Linked DNA regions of Mus musculus: region 1 is linked to region 2. A link is a contact called in public Micro-C data. All regions are on one chromosome and are shown on one strand. Each heading gives the region's core, a stretch centred on a gene start, on an enhancer-like site or on the middle of the called end of the contact. The rest is flanking DNA. Distances are from core to core; before and after follow the strand shown.

Region 1 (5,118 bases), core at 331-2,830, 250 kb before region 2:
AGGAAAGTTTAAAATTTATAAGTATTGGATATTGAGGATGGAGAAAGTTGCTTTTTTCTAAAATTAATAATTCAGTGATATTAAACATATTGTAGCAAATTCTGCTAGAGATAGTGTGATGGCTATTCCTGGTTATCATCTTGACTACGTCTGGAATGAACTGCAATCCAGAAATGGAGGGCAATCCTGTGATCCAGTTCTTGAGGGTAGAAGACACAGGCTTCTTGACATATATATCTTTAGGCATAGTGGCATGAAAAGTTTACGCCCAGGAAAGGTAATAGATCCCTTTAATCCCAGGAAACTCTGCCAAACAGATCTCTGAGTTCAAGGCCAGCCTGGGACAAAGCAAGACCCAGATCCAGGTGTGCTGGTACACACTTTAATCTGGGCTACACCTTTGGCTGGAGGCCTACACAAGGACACTGAAAAGAAAGAAGACTCATTCTCCTTTGCCTGCTTGCTCTTACTTGCCAGAACATGTGCTGGAACCTACCTCTGCAGGACTCCAGCTCACACAAAAGTCCAGCTGAAACAAACAGCTAGTCTCATGGACTGAGTAACTACTGGATTTTTGACTTCCCATTCACTTGCTCATTGTTGGGTTAGTTGGATTACAGACTTTAAGTCATCACAATAAATTCCCTTAATATACAGAGACATTCCATAAATTCTGTGACTATAGAGAACCCTGACAGATAGTTTTTATTAATTTGTTAATGAGACAAATTAATTTGTACAAAAAAAAATTCTACGTACTTTTTTTTTCTTTTGCTTCCTTTCAATGTACATTCTTCCCTTGTGGGTATCATCGTATTTTGTAAGGAATCCTCCTCCGTGTTGCATAATTTAACAAGTTCAAGTTCATCAGCCAATTCTGGTGAGACAATTTTGTGTCCTTTTGTTTCTGTCTTTTGGGAGATTGTTTGCAATAGTCTATCTCACCTGGACGTGGGTAAGGGCATACTCACAATGCATCACTGTAATTGCTGTCACTCTCCCCTCCCCTCCTTGTCAATTAGCTGTCAACAGGGATTTAGCCATCTGTTGCATAAAGCTACACAAAGAAGAAATATCTTTAACCTAGGATTATCACTAATCAATTCACAACAAATGCTCACAGGAAAACAGTATTTGATGTAACAAGCTGAAAATATACCTGCTTAAATGTTACTTCAAAAAATCCCTGTGGTTTACCTGCAAAGTGCTCATAGCTTTCTTCTCAGATTACCATCATAAAGAAAAAAGCAATGAAATATGAAGGGGGAAAGATGATAAAGATCACTGATACAACTGCAATACAAAAGCCACTGCACTACATTATCTACTCACAAATACTGCAAAATCTCAAAGTTTTCCTAATGGACAAAGTTTGCTGCCATGCAGACTGAATACACTAATGTTCCTTTTGGTCTTACACTGTGATTATATGGAATTCTGAGATATACAAAAAGTGAATCAAAAAGTAGGGTCCAAATTCCACCACCAAGAAAACCACCTTTTTGTCATGGATAGCTCTGGGGCTAGTTATATTTAATTCCTTTCTTCTCTGAGTGCTTGTGAACAAGGAATGAGTCAGCACTCAGGTTTCCTGTAAGCCTGATTCCCACCTTAATTTGTAAAATAAAGGAGAGCCGATGACTGGGCAGATAAAGGGAAGTTGGAGCAGAAGGAGAGAGAAGAAGGAGAAAATGGTAGAGGGAGGGGATGCAGAGGAGGAGGAGGAAGAAGAAGAAAAGCGGAGCAGAAGCGCAAGGCCTGGAGTTCTAAGGGGTCTCATAAGCTGTGGAAGATGGTAGTGTAGCGGGAGATCTGCCCAACCTAGACGCACAACATGTAATCATAGTAACTGTGTTGTGTTTTCATTGCCAGGGCATATTTGGAAGGAGATTTACCACAACACCTTTTCACAGTAAAATAATATCTTGGACAACAAAGGACTTTGATAATCATGCATGATTTTATTCCACCACAATTAAAAGGTATCAAACATAAAGTTTTTGAACTAATATATAGTATACTATGTTTTATAAAGGTAAGATGCATAATTTCAAATTTTTCATAGGTATATAATTTTGCTATACTTTATAAAACATTAGTACAATAATAGATATGGATGCTCTTAGGTCAAAGAGATGAGATACAAATTCGTCAGATGGTGTAATATGTGGTAGGTGGATATTTAAACTTTTCTGGAGGTCATAAATATGGTAGATTAGAAAGAAAATGTTGGTTTCTTGAGAGAAAGATGGAATTAGGTCTCTATTTTTCTTTCTGTCAAAATATCTATTAGCTTATATGTCAACATTATAAAAATTAAAAAGGAAGACAACCAATATTTAAACACATTTGATAAGAATGGTGGTGGTTAAGTTTCAGTACATATAACTGCCATAATCAATTTAAAAACATGTTTTGGCTCAGAGTTTTGGACTTCCCAATTCATGAACAGCTTCCTCCACTTCTTTAGGACACTGCCAATAGAAAAATCATAGCAGGAGAATATAAGAGGGCAAAGTGCCTTACTTCATGAGCCAGGAAACAAATTGGGAAAACATGTGGGGCCCCAGCTCCTATGCCCATTTCACCATGGAAAATTTCTTTTCCACAGTAACAGTCCCTATAGTCCCAACTATTCCAATATTCTTAAAAATCCAAATCAGAAGGCCCGACAGTATTTATCTGTGGACTTCTGTAAAACACTTAAAATACATATAGCAAACATTCAAGATGATAATGACAGGGTAACCACAAACTAAAGACAACCATTGTAGGAGGGACTAATAGGCAAAGTAAAGGAATGCTGATCCACAGAAAGACCTTCTAGTGGTTTCTACCACCAAGGTGACAATGCCCACTACAAGGGGCATGGTTTTGCATGAAACTGGGCTCCCTAAAGTTTAATCAACCTTGCCTTAATGATCATGGTGATTGCACCCTACGTAGTCAGGCTGGCTTGTTTTGCTAGACACAGCTTGTCCTGATGAGCAGTTCATGTTGCCTACACCTCTGCATCCAGGATGTCTGCACTACAGCCTCAACTTTACTTCTACAACACCGCATGTTGTCCATTTGGGGACAGCTTGCAGGAACTCTGAAAGACAGCACTCTCCTGGTCTCCTAGGCTTTCATTTGAAAACTCAGTGGAAGGCCGTATGATACCATAATTCTTGGATTCTCCATGCCAACAAAACCAGCATCAGCTGGAACATGCCAGTGTTTGCTACCAGCATGAACTGTACCTGGGCCCATTTGAACAACAGCTGCAGCAGTTCAGTATACAACAGTTGAATGATGGAAAATAAATTCCAGTAAAAGAATTCCTGCGGCAGACCTGGGTAGGCTAGATACAATAGGCCCTCTCCTCAAAAGACTGTCTGGCAAACTTTTTAAAACAACTTTATGAATTCAGGTTTCTCATTAGCCCATGGTGACTATGGATGTCTTGCAGGTGTCTGTAATGTCCTACAGGCACCTTTACAATTTTTCCAGAGCAAAGAATTAACTTCTTATCAGCACAAGCAAACATACCCATGTTACATTCCTCTTTGGGAAGTTTCTTTTAAAACCAACCATCAAATGTTCCAAATATTTCTCACTACATTTCTATTGCCATATGAAAATATTTCAGATAGTCGATTTATCCTCTTATAAAGAAATGACCATTTTGATTAATACATTTGAGAAGTTGTTCTATGGCTCTTAGATCCTGATACTTTGAGCCTATGGAAAGGCTTTGTGTCATGGTGGGAATGTATGACAAATCAAAACCCCTCATATTAAAAAGGAAGAGGAAAAAGAATGGTCCTGGCTCTGGTAGTCTCTTCTAAGTCACTTCAGTTAATGATCTGAGCACCCCCCAAAAGGCCACACTTATTGAAGGTTCTTCTGTTCCCCAGAAGCCACACCCTAGAGACAAAGCCTTATACCTGTCTTTGGGTCGTTTTCCAGATGAAAGCTGTAACAGGAATAAAATTAAAGCCCACCACAATGTTTTCAAGTTTACTTAACAAGTGGGATTGAACACAAATACAATTCAAATGTAAGAAATACTTTGGCAATTCCGTGTCTATATTTGTACCTGTGGAGTAAGTTAATTAAATATTAATGTACTTGTAATTACAAGTACTGATAGTGGAAAGTTAAGAACTTAGTTTAACTTAAATGCTCTTAGCCGAAGAAATTTAACAAAATTAAAAACCACAAAACACTTCTTAATTTCTTTTTTTCAATTTTTACTTTTTGAGGTATCTAGAGAGATGTCCAAGGGGTTAAGAAAGGACCCAAGTTCCATTCGTAGAACCCATGTGTGCAGACCACAAACACTGTAACGGTAATTTCAGGAGCTCTGACACCTTCCTCTGTCCTCTGCAATACAGCATTCACATGCACGAGTACACACACACACACACACACACACACACACACACACACACACACACGCATATATAAGGAAACAAAAATGAAATACTTTTTGAGCTGTTGTCATGAACCAATATATTTTCAGAATTCAGAAATATATGCATAATGAAACTTGGAAATAATTTAATTATGTTAATATAAAAATACTAGGGAAATATATAAATTAGATTTTATTATAACCTCTAATGTTCTGGAATAAATTTTAAAAATGTGACAACTTTATCCTTTCCCTAAATTCTTTTCTTCTTATGATATATTTGAATATGGTCACCAAAAAAAAAAATTCAGTTGTTGAGAAAGGGGTTTTGTTCTTTTCTTGGCTCCCCAAACACTGTAATTTCCTGTTTCTCATTTTCCAGCTAAGCCCTTTCCTTATAAACACACTTCATTGGCTTCTTTATCTCCTGAGTGAGGTTCTTACAGTTTTAAATTGCAGAACCTCTGTAAATTGGCTTATGTAAAGGAAGGAATTTACAGAATCATGTAAATTAACAAGCAAATCCAACCAAATATCTCTGATGTTATTGTCCTTTTCTCCTAAAAATGGAGAAGAATAGGAAATGAATTCAAACACAGAGAAGGTATACTGGTTGGTTAAAATCTGTTTAAGCCTTGCTGTGTGTAGTCTCACCAATTTTTATATCATTGATGTTGATGTTTTCTATAAATTAGAAAGAAGTTTTTTTTTTTAATAAT
Region 2 (4,902 bases), core at 1,363-3,862:
TCTGGCACTGAGTAATTGAGGTTTTTGAGTGTCAGGGCAGGGGCCCACAAAAGGAAGCAGCAACAGATGGAAAGGTACATCCCAGACCGGTGGGGTGGGAACAGGAGCAGCCGGACTGGAGGTGCTAGCTGGTGGGTGCGCGCCAGTCTGGAACCGGGGCGGAGCGTACGAGCTCGGAGCGAGCCACAAGTCTGCGAGTCTTTCCTTCCCTCCGCACCCGGGCTGCGGCACCAGGCAGTCTCTCCTTATTCCGCTCAAGTTGCCCGAACCTGTTGATCTACAGCATTCGCACTGGGAGAGATGCAGCCGCGCAGCGAAGCTGCAGCAGCTCGGAGCCAGGCGGCGACTCCCTGCGGCTGAAGGCAAGCTAAAGGCTTTGTCTCTCCCGCCTGGACTTCGGGAGGTTCAAACTTGCGTGATGAGGCTGGCGATAAAAAGGAAATCGGAGTCTGGAAGAGATGATAATGAGCTGAAGAATTGCTTGGTTTTCCTCACTCCCGCTAGGCGCTGCAAAATCCACTCCCTCCGGCAGCCTACAGAATACTCTTCAAATCCGGTGGGGGAGGGCTTCGGGAGGTGTGTCTCCAGGCAGATCAGAAAGTGGAATCCTTTAGTTACTCTTATTCGGTGATGCGATTGATGGGAATGAATAGGGACGAAGAAAGAGTCACAGATACATATGTATATTTGAGGCTGCCCTGGCACACGGAGAAATGTCTGCTCGCTATGCAGGATGCTCGGCTTTCAGGCAGTGTATTGCTGCATTTAAAGATCTAATCTTGCCTTGCTGGTTTAGGCGGCGGCGGCAGCGGACTGCATCTCCGAGCCAAGTCTTTTTTTCTCTCTCCCTCTTCTTTTTCTCTCTTCTTTCCGAGCAGCCAGAGGGAGGGGAGGAAATGCAGAGGAAAAAAAAGTGTCCCGATTTGTAGTTTCCTCCCCCTACCAAGCTCCTCCCTCTCTTCCTCGGAGAGGGTTCTCCCCCAAAATCAAGAAAGCCACAGCCTGATCAGCATTTGCGCCGAGAGCCTATTGGGAGGAGAAAAATATAGAGATATATCTCCGCCTCTGTTCGTAGAACACTCTGGTGTGTCTCTATGCCAATCCGGGAGCCGCCACTACCATCCCATCCTCTTCCAGCAAGCAAAGACTTCTCTCCCTGCAGTTTAATTCCAGTTTGCTTTTCTTGCCAGGCGAAAGGAAATCAACAGGCAACTCATGGTTAGACGTGCAGATTTGAGGGGGGGGGGGAGGGGGGAGGGCAGACTAGAAAGGAGGAGGGAGCTACCCTCCCAGTCCTAGCACACACACACACACACACACACACACACACACACACACACTGCCCTGTCTCTCGCTAGAAGGGAAACAGTCTCTGCATTCACAGGGCTGGGCTGTCAAGTGGCTCTCTTTTCTTTCTATTCAGCACCTCCTTCCAGTGGCCCAGCCTCCTTTTCATCTAGAAAGGAAAACCTTGGCGAGGAACAAGAGTGGTGAATATTTGAAGAGAATAACAGTGTAGGCTTTTTCCCCCCTTATTATTATTATTATTTTAAATTGGAGGAGTAGAGTCGACGGAATACATCAAGGCTTGGCGTGATGCATTCTGCAGTCTGGCTCACACACGGTCTCTGGTCGACTTGGGAAAGGCAGAGAGGGTGAGGAGCTGCAGCCACCGCGGTTCTGCCAGGGCGCCCACCCGGGGAAACTACCTCCTCCACCTCCGAGGGGAGGTTAGGCACGGGTTGATCTACACATTATTTCCGCTTCTCCCAGCGCCTCGGTATACGGGAATGACACATCCAGAAATGCAGGTGTTCTCATCTGCGGGATGAGTCAGAAGCAGCGGAACGAATCGTATTCACTCTCCCCTCACGGTCCTCCCTTCGCAGTCCTTAGTTGAGGCTTCTTCTTAAGGCTTTCTCTGACCACTCAATAGGAAAAACAAAAACAAAAACAAAAAAAAAACAAACAACAACAACAAAAAAGCCGGAATCACGTCGGGGGTGGGGGAAGAAAAACGAGAAAAAGCGTGGGGGGAGGAAGGCAAAGCTGAATCCAGGAACACTTTTACTCTACCTCTTTCGGCCGGAGTCCGAGGCTCTGCAAAACAAGGCGTCTGCTTTGCTTACGAATATTTATTTGTTTTTTAAAAAAAACCTTTCCACTTGGTTAGGCGTGAGATGCCCCCAAATCTCTCAGTCTTAGGGGTGGGGGCACGTTTCCAGTAATGATTCACAGCTTAGCCCAGGATCATAGTTCAAGATTTTCCTCCCAACGGTCTCTGTTCACAAAGTCCAGCATCGGTGTGCATAGCTAATTGTGCAGTCTGTTGTGGAGGTTTTTTTTAAATTTTAATTCCTCCTTTTTTTTTTTTCTGTCACGAGTGGTCTCTTTCAGTCTAGTGCGGTGCCTGTCAGGATCACCCCAAAGCCTGAGAAAGACGTGCAGGTTTCAAACCGAATAAATCCATCTCCGCCAGCCAAGACGCGGAGGAAATGGAAGGTGAAAAATTCAATTCAACAGTTGGAGTACCGTCTCCGAGCCGCCCTCCTCCGCTGCGGCAGCCGCCGGGCTCGCAGTCCGGATTCTCTCCCCAGCGTCTCTTGCTGACTGACTCTATTCACCTCACGCCGCCGCTTAAACATTGATACTGATTCTCTGCCAGCCAATCGGCGTGGGGAGCCAGACCCTGCCTTCTCGGCCCACGCCCAATGGGAGGCGGAGAAACGGCAGGCGGGGGCGGGGCCAGCAGCCCCAGCTCTTTAGAGTCATTGACTAGCTTGAGTCCGACCGGAGAGCATCAAGGCCCGCAGAGCCCGCGCTAAGTCTCGGCGGCGGCGCCCAGGGCTGAGCCGTGGTAGCCCTGGTGTTTAGAGGGTGTCTTCCTCTAGAAAGAGAAAAGTTTGGCAGTGATTTGATTTCAACTGGGGATAGGATGTAAAGCCAGGCGTGGGGAATCACCGTATACTTTGCAGAGAGAGGCAGCTGCGGTCTTCCTGGTGCCTTCTAGTCCACACACCAACCCACGTCGTCAGCTTACACACAGACACACACAGACACACACACACACACACACACACACACAAACACTGGGCCAAGGGAGTTGCGGATTTTCTGACTCCTTGTGCACTCATCTGGAGGTGCGGAGTGGGTGCGTGCGCGCGCATGCGTGCGCGCGCCCGAGAGAGAGCGAGAGAGAGAGAGAGAGAGAGAGAGAGAGAGAGAGAGAGAGAGAGAGAGAGAGAGAGCGTGTGTGTGTGTGTGTGTGTGTGTGTGTGTGTGGTGTATGTACGCGTTTTCTCACGGTGGGATGTTTATTTCGGTGAACGCCAGGAAAGTGCAGTGTTAGAGATCTGTCTGTGCTAGCTAGCTCGGGAGCAAACACGCCGCAAGCAACTGTAATCAATATGTAACTTTCTTCATCCTCAGAGAAATCCCCGCTGTCCCCAGGCACCCATGCAAGGAAAGTCACTTGATTATGAAAGTGTTTCAGAAGAAAAGCAGACGCCGGTGGAGAGAGAGGCAGTGTCTCGAAGGAGGGAACAAGCCTCTCTTAAGACATGTTTTGCAGCTCCATGAAACTGAAATCTGGTTGAACAGTGTTTAGACTTCTACCTTTTAACCATCTCCTATCACAGCCCACATTCAAGGTAATCCAATGTCCCTTAATGTCCCTAGCTTTGGTGTCTAATTCACTTCTGTTCATCTTACTAAAATTCCAAATAGCAATTTGATATTTTTTTCAAATCAAATAGCATTGCTAATATGTATAAAGTCTCCTATTCATAGAAGCTGAACTTAGGCAAGAACTTATACCAGATTGAATGATGTTTGTTTAAATATTCTCTCTCTGTCTCTTTGTCTCTCTCTCTTCTTCCTCCTCTTCCTCTCCCTCCTCTTCCTCCTCCCCCCCCCCATTCTAAATTTCTCATCTCCAGCTTTAGAATCTCAAAGCTTGCTTTTGTCTGAACTGCTTTCACAAACATCCACAAGTTACGATCAGTTTTGGTTCTGATCTAGCAGTTCTGGAGCAGAGTTAAGAGGGACAAAGGAAAACAATCCGTTGAAATAGAGAAGGTGAGTATTTTGATTGCGACAGTATTGATTGTAGTTCATAAATACTGAAGTTAAGTTGCCATTTATAAATTGTGAATGACTACTATAAAAATATGTAACATGAATCATTCAGAATTTCAAAGAAAATCAAATCCAGACCAATTACAAGAATGCTCTGAATATTGTTTTGGGGATACTTGCTTAAAGGTTCAGATCAAGGAGCTATTAATTTCCCAGAGCTTCAAGGAGATAACATATAGTCTGATTTTGCAGTCTGGTCTCATTCCAAATGTACCATTCCCTTGAGAGACCAACAGCTCAAAAATTCAAAGAGAAGATCTTTTTAGTCAGACCTTCAAATTCAAAAATGTTCCTTTCTTGTCTTCCCTAAATAGGTTGTTTAGCATATATGTTTGTAGTCCACAGAGGACTCAGTCTTGCCAAAGTAAAGGCTGTTTTGCTAAGTTGTCTTTAACCACAAAGTCTTATATAGCCATAGCTTTCTTTATGTCTCTCTGGTTAGAAATATTGGTCCAATGCATGTGCTTTGGAAGTTGATTCTTGTAATCTTTATAACCAGAAACTGCCTATGGCATAGTGAACACACATTCACACATTCATTTATCAATTTTTATTTTGTATCTCCCTCTCCTCGCACCCTGCCTGAGTTCTAAGGATAAACACCAGCACTTTGCAAAGCTAAACAAGAGCAGTAGCTCTTAGATATATCTTCAGAAACACTGTGAATTACCTTTTAAAAACGACCACTTTAAGCTTATTTTAATCGCATAGTAATTAGACGTCTTTGACTTTCACTATGGTGCAAAAATAAAACAATAAAACAAT

Evidence for each region. Hi-C and Micro-C count contacts between places; a contact is called where the count stands out from the background.
Region 1: a contact with region 2 is called in a Micro-C map of embryonic stem cells, with 2.0 times the contacts expected there. The contact joins the enhancer-like site here to the promoter of Pcdh17 in region 2. A contact is called at or near these places in 2 of 39 promoter capture datasets (both in the C10 cell line), 3 of 484 Hi-C or Micro-C datasets (embryonic stem cells and myeloid progenitors), 1 of 115 datasets of contacts at active chromatin or transcription factors (neural progenitor cells) and 1 of 9 other capture datasets (adipose tissue).

What each region holds. Positions count from the first base shown.
Region 1 is chr14:84,687,478-84,692,595 of GRCm38.p6, reverse strand. No RefSeq gene overlaps it. Among named protein-coding and RNA genes, the nearest start is that of 9630013A20Rik, 210 kb to the right of the region's middle. Within about 2 kb of position 1,580, at least 4 of the 459 cell types and tissues checked have an H3K27ac peak or open chromatin away from gene starts, as enhancers often do. A contact at or near this core is called in embryonic stem cells, where this site is marked.
Region 2 is chr14:84,441,273-84,446,174 of GRCm38.p6, reverse strand. It overlaps Pcdh17 (protocadherin 17), which reads right to left and starts at 2,612. Exons shown (of 4, transcript NM_001013753.2): 1 at 1-2,612. The coding sequence starts at 80. Gm32498 (predicted gene, 32498) reads left to right here and starts at 2,771. Exons shown (of 4, transcript NR_168882.1): 1 at 2,771-3,650; 2 at 3,939-4,077.